2 separate regions of the Manis javanica genome follow, and region 1 is linked to region 2. A link is a contact called in public Hi-C data. All regions are on one chromosome and are shown on one strand. Each heading gives the region's core, a stretch centred on a gene start, on an enhancer-like site or on the middle of the called end of the contact. The rest is flanking DNA. Distances are from core to core; before and after follow the strand shown. Region 1 holds the start of MRPS23 (mitochondrial ribosomal protein S23). Region 2 holds the start of SRSF1 (serine and arginine rich splicing factor 1).

Region 1 (5,357 bases), core at 1,602-4,101, 130 kb before region 2:
CTAAGAAGGATAACATGACTTAAAGCCTGAGCCTAACAGTTTTTGTAGTTTTTTAAAAAATAAGTAACACATGCATGTGATGAATACATCACATTACAAAAAGGCATCCAGTGACAAGCAACACTCCTCACCTCTGCACCCCAACCCCTGAGTTCCCCTCCCATGAAGCAACACTAACCAGTTTCTTGTCTATCTATCCAGGAATATTCTACCAATAGACCAGCATATATGCACTATCCTTCCCTGTCTCCAACGCTGAGGATAGTAAACACTATTTTACATCTTGCCCTTTTTATTCAGTAGTTCTTAGAGATCACTTCAAACCAGTGTCTGATTTTTTTTCCAGCCCTTTGCTACTCTAGACAGTACTGAAATGATTACCTTTAACTGTATTTCTTAGTGCACTGTGCAAGTAAGTCTGTGAATGAATTTTTAAAAATGGTATCGAGTCAAGGTATGTGCATTTGTAATTTGGCCTTCTAAATTGCTTTGAAAAGCAGTTGTGCCAAATCGCACTTGAACCAGTAACATATGAGTGCCTATTTCCCCATACCCGGACCAAATTATTTGTTTTAACATTTTGATCTGTCAATTTGATAGGTGAAAAATTACAACTCATTATAGTTTTGTTTTGCTTATAAAACACATTAGATATCTTTTTTTGTATGGAAAAGCAAACTGAATTTCCTTTTCTGTGACCTGTCTATGGTCTTTGTCCATTTTTTTTAACTTGATCTTTTTATTATTCACCAATAAGAATATTTATAGCATGTAGATGGGAAATTAACCCTTCATCATACATGATGCAAAAGTTTATCCCAGTATGTCAACTGACCTTTGATTTTGCTTGTGGCATTTTTTTATGCAGAAAATTTTAGTATTTGCATGTATGGCTTCTGGGTTTTACGTCATGCTTAGAAAGACCTTTATCACTCAGATTATTTTTTTAATTCTCCCATTTTTTCTTCTAGTACTTTTATGATTTCACTTTTTATATTCATTCAGGTTTTGACATATCTAGAATTCATTTTATTTATAAAATGTTCTTTAAAACACCAAAAAAAACCCCACAAAGATAAAGGTTAACAAAACTACTTAAATACAAGTTATTTTAGCATTAACAGTAATAATAAAAGAGAGCAGTAAACTATTCCACATTCTCCAATGACCTATAACCCAGTTCCACTACAATCCACACAGAAGTACAATTAACGTATAAATGAACTTCAAACACATCCCAACCAAGTATATACAATGGGCCTGAACAGAAAAGTGCTGAAAAAGTATTTAATGCCCCCAAAATCTCATGTCCTACCTTGAAAATTTCCAAGCTGAGCAAGAACATATTTATTTCCCTATCTCAAAGGAGTGTTGTTGGGGGGAAAAAAATTTCACTAAAATGAAAGACGCCTTAACCTCAACAGAGAACATAATGACTGTAAATTCTGTTTTCTTACATCCAAGAACAGGGTTGAAAATAAAGGATATGTATTAATTTCAATTAGGCACAACCTCTTATGTTAACATTTAAGAAAAAAGTAACTACACAAATTCTAGGTACTAAAAACTAACTGACATCAGTTTTTTGAGGAAAATGGTTTGTCAGTAAATTCCCAGTGATTTGACCTCCTCGAGGCTCACAGTCTTCATCAATAAAATGGAGACAAGGATACCTACCTTACAGGGTTGGAGTAAGGCCTAAATGAGATAATGTTTGTTTTGTTAAGGGCTTAGCACAGTGCCTGCCACAAAACAGATGTGCAGAAAGAGGCAGCTATAACTGCAAGTTGATCAGTCCCGTTGCTGGACTCCAGATTCCACTTCTCACCTTGTATCTCTCACGTCGGGGAGGGGCGCTGACTCCCTAGTTTGTCTAGATATATAAGACCGCCACAGGGCCAGCCCGGACTCAATTCCTATTTAAGTTACCAGACTTCTAGCTAAACCTTTCCTTCGGAAGTTCTGCTGCGTCCTGCCCGCCCTGTGGGCTTCGCACTCACGCTCTAATCCGATCCTCGTGATAAAAGATGTCCTGGATGTGAGCCTTGGCTTTGCCATATCGCAGGCGGGGCCTTCGGAATACCGGCTCTCTCAGCGGGGGAAAGGCGTTATATACGTCAAACCAGAGAGGCTTCTCCTTCAACACCCCAGCCCGCATCAGGTCCCGAGTCCTTAAGGAAGGGGAAAGAACGAAGGCCTGTCATGTACAACAGCCTAAGCCCCTGAATCAGTTTAGCCACCACAACCGGAGACATCTACGGGCTCATGGACCAGCAGGAAGACGGACCAGAGCATGGGTGCTCCCCACCTAGAGGTAGGCATTTCCACATTACAAACCAACCTAACAATGCTATCATCTTCTACGCGTCCCACCCGCCTTCCCCATCCCTTGTCCCGTCGAGGAAAACGCAAAGATGGTCCAGCCTGGCCCATCGGCCTCCTTCTTCTTCCTAGAGCTCTCCACCCGAAGAGGGGTAGAGGTGCAATCTTAAACGTGATAGAGTCAAGGAGTGGTGTCGTCAAGCACAACTATTCGGAGGCAGGCAAGAGCACAAGAGAGCCTCCCTCGGCTCCAGCACCGGCCCTCCGGAGAAGGCCTCGCCGGCTCAGACCCACCCAAGGAAGAGCGGGGCCCGCTGAGGACCTCTGCCCGGGGAGGCGCCCTCAGCCCAGCCCGGGTCCGAGCACACACCGCGTGAAGATGCTGCCCACGGCTTCCAGCCGCGTCCCCGCCATGACGGACACCTCGGATCAGACGCAACCGGGGGCTACCGGAACCGGAAGCGCCAGTGGCAGGCAGATGGGCGTAAATTGCTGACCGAGCCCAGGATTGCCGCTCTGGCGCCGCGGCCCCAACGGGAGAGCGGAGCCAGGCAGAAGCAAAGGATGGGCCGAACTGCAGCGCCCCGAGGCCACCCGGCAGGCTCAGACGGGAACACTCGCTAGCCGAGCCGAAGGGAGGGAGCGAGCCCAAGCCGGGCAGAAGCAATAAATGACCGATGTAGAGGAGGAATTAACTGTGGTGGTTGCTTTTTCCCTTTTGGCTTCACAGTACCGACTCTTCTCGAGAAGGTGGGGCCACGCCGCGGGAGGATGATGGGGAGGTGCCTCCAAAGTCCCGGGGAACTAACCCAGGCCGTGGAATCCACAGAGGCCGAGGGGAGAGGTCGGCAGCTGCAGGCCCGGACTGCACCTAATCTTAGTTGGACTCACAGACTATGCAGAAGGAAACCGAGGCCCTGGGAGGAGCAGTCACTTGCCTAAGGTGGCACTAGAGTCCTAGCCTCCGCCCTCCGTCTCCTGCTGTTTAGCGCTCCCCACTAAAGCCTCAGACCCTGGAGCGCCTTCTGCATCCGCTCTAACAGGGATGCTGCCGGCAACTAGAGTTACTCTGCGGGAAGCGTGCTGGCTAGCTGCTCTTTCAGCTTGAAAAGTGAGTGTCCGTCCGGAATACGCATTCCGAAAAGGAAACTCAAAAATATGGGGAAAGTAGTATCTCAGGGTTACCTTTAGGTCCAATAATCATACTTCGGGTAAAGTACCCCATAGAAAACACAATTTCATGAGGATATTTGTGCAAGGATCGGCATTGCAGCATTATTGTAGTGGGGAGAAGTCCGTCAAATGGGAAATGGCTGGAAAAGCGTGGTTCATATAGTCTGCAGAATCCTATGCAGCTATTCAAATGAAGGAGATCAAGTGTGTTTGCCTAGATGAATGCCCATGACCAGAAATGCCTTTAGTGGGATCCTAACCTGCTAAGAGAAAGAAGAAAACTCCTTTATTTGTGTTTGTGTTTGCACGAGAATAGAAACTATGTGGAAGGACGCACAGACTGTGAACATTGGTTATCTCCAGTGAAATTGCTGGAGAAGGGGACCTTTTTTCTTTGTATCTCCCTCAGACTTAAACCTGTAAAAAGTTTGTATTCATATTTGAACGTTTAAATCCAGTGACATGTTTTGGATCACATACATACAAAATATCTCCCAGGAGCCCATGATCTTTTGTCAGCCTGAAAGAGCATCAAGTCATCCCAGAATTCTCCCACTGAGTGAGGGGCTGGCGAGGAGGAGGAAAGAAATGTTTGATGAGCAGCTACTGCTTGTGTTTTCTCAGAGAATCCACACGCCTACTCACAAGGTGGCTGTTATCATCCTCAATATAGATGAGAAAGTGAGGCCACAGGGGATTAAGTAACTAGTCTGATAGGTAACACAGAGCCAGGCTTCCAGGCCAGCCTGGGCCCTTTCCAGGACCCTGAAATGCCACCTTAGCTATGCCTTCAAATTGGAGACTGGTGGATGGAGGGCGTCCGGCAAAACTGGCTCCAGGGACAGGGAACAGAGTGATTTGATGCCCACAGCTGACCGAGAGATGGGCTTTACTGCTGCCTTGGGTCCCTCTGGAACAAGGAAGAGCACAGCTCTGGCTGCTGGGCCAAGTGTGGAGATTCCAGTCTTCCAGTCCCAGAAAGGTATGACATACTTTGCTCTGGGAAGAGCAAACAGGCTCGTGGCTAAATATAGTCTTCCCAGACCCATAGAAAGTTTCTAATTCTGTCCAAGTCAGAGCTAGCTGCCAGCCTAGACCGCATACTTCCTTTCTCCCACTCAGGCCTGCCCCCATAGGCCACTGCAGTTACTGCTGCTAAAGAATTGGAAGGAGTTATTCCAAATTCGGAGTGGGGAGCCAAATACTCAAACCCTCAATGGGGGAGGAATTGCAAGGGGAATATTTTCTCTCTAGATCTTCTGGGGAAATCCCTTCCATTTCTGAGCCCTTCAAGTTTCTCCTGCAGCATCATGTTTAATGTTTTAGTGACTGAGGGAGCAGATGTTAGTAGATAGAGTAGGAGGACCATGGAGACATGTGAGCAAGATGGATTGGGAACCCTCTGAGCCTGCAGCAGGCAGGGGGTGCCCCAGGGAGGGTTCATTCATAATATAGGAGGAAGCTGAACAGGCAGCTGGGAGCAGGCAGAATTGACATTACAGGTTTTCTGTCTTCTCACCAGGACCTCTCAAGGCTGCAAGGGGCTCATACACTCATGCCGTGCCCTGAACCCAGAACCTGGATTATCTCATTCAATTGTTTGACTACCTGATGCCATAGGTAATGTCCTGGCAGTCTTACAGATAAGGAAACAGAACTTATAAACTCTCCAAAATAACATATTCTTTCCACTACACCACTTGGCCCCATTTTCATCCTACCACATCACACTGTAGATGTGTCCACTAATCATGTGGGCAAGTTACATAACTTTTTAAGCCTCTGTTTCCCCAGCTGTTAAAATGTGGATGGCAGTGTCAGTTATCCGAGTGGCTTGTTGCAAGAGTAAGAGTGATCATTCA
Region 2 (5,263 bases), core at 2,221-4,720:
AATAAAAAAAAAAAAATCCACACGAATGCGGTTTGGTTGGGGCAGGAATCCACTCCTATGTTCCTGGTAATCTGATCCCGCTCCATGAATCCTTGTAATTCATCCTCCCTATCCTATCCACATTATGATTTGAATCCAATGATCCAGCTCCAAGGATTGGGATCCAGTGAGCCCTCTCCAATCCAAACCTTTATAACCAGCAAAACCAAAAAAGAGGAGGCAAAATGTTAGATACTGTAATCAAAAAAGGTTTCTGGGGAATGATGAGTTATGTCTGTCATCAGTTTAACAGATGTACATCAATAACTATCAAATTCCCCAAAACAAGTTTCTGAATGGTGTTCAGATAAATTTTAGAAACTTAATCATCATAGAGACTAATTGGAAGAAGCATTTATATTTACAGTTCAACTGATAATGCCAACACTTGTTACTGTACAGCGTATTACAGGTTTTGTGGTTGCAAAAAGTTATGTAGTTGAAAAATTTACTGATATTGCTACCCACCTAAGTCTAAACTAAATCTAATGCTCCCATCTGCAATTTAATTTGTAAATTAAAGTGTTTTAAACATGAGTAAATTATATTAAAGGAGAAGGTGAGACTTAAAAAGTATTCCCAACTAAATTATCTACACCAGTACGTTGGAATTCTATATTTTGTTTTCATTTTGTCTTAAAAAAATGAAATAGCAACGCTATATCAGTCACACAGAGGACATGCAGATTTAGCAGTATTGATATTATACTCTATCTGGTTGGAATTAAAGACACCCTGTACCCACATGTACACCAACAGCAGGTCACACATTAACAGTTGTAACTAAGCACTGTGACAAATTAGCCAGTTCTTCCCACATTAGTCCCTATTAAAACAAAAAAGGGGGGAAGGGAGCAAAATAAACGTTACAAAATGGGCAATGTAATTTTGCCACAATTGCCAAGGTTTAAAGAGCAAAGCAATTGTAGCTAAAGATAATTGCATCAGAGGTTTGCAAGTGTTTTAAGGTAGATGTATATAATCATTTTTAATCCTTGTCTTTTAGTATAAGGTCAATACTGCCAATTTCATCTGTGACAATAGCACTTGGAGTCATACCATTGCCTCCATTATTGATCTGATCCTCCTCAATCCTCCTTTTGACAATCCTAAAATGATTGAAATGTGCTCCACAATCCTTAATCCAAAGCATTCTTAATCCATCTCTTCAGATATGTCTACAGAAAGACACATGAAAAGCAAGATAAACATAAGAACTTCCCCAGGTAAGATAACCACAAACACCCCAACATCCCAGTTCACACAAACTAGAGCAGAATAGACATTTACACAATATCACAGTCTGAAGAGCATGGAGTTAACTAAATTTAAACAATCCTGTCTATGACATCACTTAAAATACAATTTATCAGACAAGAGGGGAATGTAGATGTTAGGAGCAAGGGGATATTACACAAGAATGCAATTCAACACTTTAGCCCATTCTGAACAAAACAGTTTGAATTAAAAAATGAAAAGATTGTACTGAGTAAAGGAAAACTGTATACAACATGGGTTCTACAAAAAGTGTCACCAATCATCTTATGTACGAGAGCGAGATCTGCTATGACGGGGAGAATAGCGTGGTGATCCTCTGCTTCTCCTTGGGGAGTAACTGCGACTCCTGCTGTTGCTTCTGCTACGGCTTCTGCTACGACTACGGCTTCGAGATCGAGATCTTCCATAACTTGGACTTCTGGGCCCATCAACTTTAACCCGGATGTAGGCAGTTTCTCCCTATTGAATAGACAGAACTTTCGATTGAAAAATCGAAGCTTTCACCTGTCTTCAGGCATGCTGAACGAATACAATGTAACTAAAACCAGAAATCTGGCACTTTACTTGGATACCCTTTCCTGAATCTTACCTTCAAATTCCACTGTTAAGACCACTGTATCCAATTCTGGCCAAAGAAAAGAATCAATGTATAACCTACCTCATGAGATCTAAACTTAGTGTTATCCAGTTTTCGAACTGCATAGGTCATATCTTCTTTCCGTACAAACTCCACGACACCAGTGCCATCTCGGTAAACATCAGCATAACATACATCACCTGCTTCACGCATGTGATCCTTCAAATCCTGCCAGCTTCCACTTGGAGGCAGTCCTGAAAAAGTTTTTTTCCAATACTAATTAGCCCAAATTTCACACTAAACTTAAAATTTTCTTAATTTTCAGTAATTTAAATAGTTTAAAATTTTAATGTTACATTAGAACAAAGATTACTTTCAAATTGGTGATTATATTTAAGGTCCTAGGTAAAGAGCTGTTAATTTAGGAAACCCTTAAATCTTCCAGATTCCAGAACCAAAATTAACTAGGTAAAAAATATTCATACTCTGGGTAAATAATTTGGTCTGTCTCCATTACAGTAATACTTACCTACTCAACTCACACGAGAAATTAAAGACGAAGCACAAAAAATTACATTTGTCAAATTGGTCACGCAAAGAAAACTTTACAGTGGTTTCCGACCCTTCTCATCAATCCACACAATAAACTTACCAGAGACAACCACTCTGTTTTCAGAACGCCTGGACGGGGGGCCATAGCGGCCTCGGGGAGCCCCGCCGCCTCCACCCCCGCCGCCGCCTCGGCCTGTACCACGGCCGCTTCGAGGAAACTCCACCCGCAGACGGTATCCATCGTAATCATAGCCGTCGCGACCATACACGGCGTCTTCCGCATCTCTGCGTGATCACAGAAAAGCAAACGGGCGTTAAGAAAGAGGACGGGGAGGGGCAGCCCACTCAGTCGGGACCCAGCTGCCCCCTCCTCCCCGCACATGCGCATTCAGCGTGGAGGAGCCCACATGCGCTGCATAATGGGAACTGCCCTTCCCCCACCCGGCACTCCAGGTTCCCGAACACACCAGCCCTCAGCGCCTCAGTTTCCCGCTTCGAGCTTGCGAGTCGGCTCTGGGGACGTCCGTGAGGTTCAGGGCCCACAGACGCCACACCGACTCGGCTCCTTACTCAACTCCTGCCTGGGAGATATCGTCTTGCCCCCAACCTAAGACCCCCACGTCCCCGTTCTCTATGTTAAAGGCCTTTCCCAACTACTCCGACCTATTTCCTCAAGGCCGCAAGCCCCAAGCTGCCTCACCGCGGGTCCTCGAACTCAACGAAGGCGAAGGGCGGTCCTCCGCGGCGATTCTTGAGATCGATGTCGCGGATAGCGCCGTATTTGTAGAACACGTCCTCAATGTCCTTGGTTCGGATGTCTGGAGGTAAGTTACCCACATAGATGCGGCAATCATTGTTCCCTGCCGGGCCACGAATCACACCACCTCCCGACATGGCGGCGACGAAAAGCGCGAACTCGAGAACAAGCCTTCCCACCAAGCCTAGCGCACGGCAGAGCGAGCCCGCAGCGACACCACGTCTCCCGCGGCCCCTCCAAAATGGCGCCTTTATCAGCTCGGCGCACGGATATGGGGGGAGGGAGGAAGAGAAGCAGGGGAAAACAGCTATTCGATCTCACTACGCACGCGCAAGAACGTAAACGGCCCTGCGACGCAGCCGCTCACGCACGCGCAACGTCACCCTCCGCGCGAAGGGAGAAAAAAGTTCCTTGCGTTCCCGATTTGCGGAGTAGTTTGCTAATGGAGTGACTGGCTGTTTGGGAAAGATTAAATACGTAGCCCTCGTTAAGAGGTCATTAATCCTTGTCGAGTTTTAAAGGATAGTCAGTTTCCCCAGTAATGAGCCTCTTTTAAAACAACGCGCCTTGAAACGGTTCGGTAAAACCTAGTGCATTTTCCCATCATGCTCTGAGGCATTAACGGACTTTGGCGGGAAAGGCTTGGGGGCGGAGTCAAAAGGGGAGGGAGCCAGATGGTTGCTCCGGAAACCGGGCGTGTGGAGAGTGCGCGTAGTCCTGCAGCCGAGGTTTCTGTGATTCCGGCGAGAGCTAGGGCTTTGTCCTCCCCGAGTTCTGTGAACAGGCCAAGGGCTACAAGACAATTGCTCGCGAACCCAGCTTAGATTATTTAGTAAATGTTCTACACTAAATACCGTTCCATCTTCGGTTCAGAATTTAACTTTGTATAGCTCAAGTCAAGGTGGTTCGTGGCCTGATCAGTCACTGGTGATAATTGCCAGCTAGGACCCAAACCTCTGCTTCTCTGGTTGCTTATCGCTAGGCCTAGCCTGGAGGAGAGGTTCAGTGAGTTCCTAGAGATGAACTGCGTATTTCAGTCAGCTTTTCCCAGAAGTCACAGTTAATAAGGGAACACAAGTATGTTCAAAATATGAAGTGCCTTTGAGATTTAAAAAATAGATTGTTTAGGAGAATGGCATAGTTAGTTCTGGAAGTTGACTGAGTATATTTTACAAATGTCTTTCAGTGATTGATTCCAAAATACAAATTAAATTTGATCCTCCACAGTTTCATAGAGGATCTTTGGTATTCCTTTAACTCCGTGATGGTTTCCGAAATTTTGTGTATGTGTGCATGTGCTTTTTTTCTGCAAAGAGAAGAGGATTTGAAATTTTGTTCATATTCTTTAACGGTGTTTGTATATCCCAAAAGAGAAAAGAACCTTTGAAAATTTCGGAGGGAAGGACAGATTGGCTAACCTTTAGACGAACCTTCAATTATATTTTTTTAAACTAAGCTTTTATCTCAAAATGTACACACCAAGATAACTTTTAGCAGGTCTGGAAAGCAAATCTGGCAATTGATTAGTGAATGAGGAATCAAAACAAAATCAAGTGAATCGTTTTGAGGAATATTTAATTAGATCTGATGTGAGATTTAGATCATGGTGAGATCTGATCCCTGCCCCTTAATGGAGCTATACCTCTTAAAAGAAGAAATTCATACCCCCTGGATTTTGTGTGTCTGTTCCCAGGACAGTGCTGGGTAAAGACTGGCAATTCTCTTGCTGCGGGCTAATCTTCGTGTAAAATGTATCAAAACCCCATACTAGTCAGTTGATTAGATTTTTGCTGACCGAATTACAACCACTTCCAGCTCTGCCTTCTGAGATTACATCTTCATTTTAACTAGGGGCTGAAAGTGTTTCTAAACTTTAGTTACACATTCACAGGCAGTTTTAAGGATTGCTCCCCCAGCCAACTAATTTATACATATGGATTTTACCAGTTTAATTCTTAGAAGCTGCCTTATTCTCTACACTGTTGCTATTTATGAAAGGTTACTTCCTCAAAAAAAAAACTTTTTAAGTGCTTTCAATTCAATCTAGTAAGTGTGTACTA

What was found. Hi-C and Micro-C count contacts between places; a contact is called where the count stands out from the background.
Region 1: a contact with region 2 is called in a Hi-C map of blood, with 4 times the contacts expected there. The contact joins the promoter of MRPS23 here to the promoter of SRSF1 in region 2. A contact is called at or near these places in 2 of 2 Hi-C or Micro-C datasets (blood and fibroblasts).

Annotation. Positions count from the first base shown.
Region 1 is chr4:150,032,671-150,038,027 of MJ_LKY, reverse strand. MRPS23 (mitochondrial ribosomal protein S23) reads right to left here and starts at 2,851. Exons shown (of 5, transcript XM_017669374.3): 1 at 2,693-2,851; 2 at 2,001-2,171. The coding sequence starts at 2,736.
Region 2 is chr4:149,902,639-149,907,901 of MJ_LKY, reverse strand. SRSF1 (serine and arginine rich splicing factor 1) reads right to left here and starts at 3,470. Exons shown (of 4, transcript XM_073235391.1): 1 at 3,147-3,470; 2 at 2,547-2,731; 3 at 1,976-2,148; 4 at 1-1,217. The coding sequence starts at 3,340. The coding sequence ends at 1,179.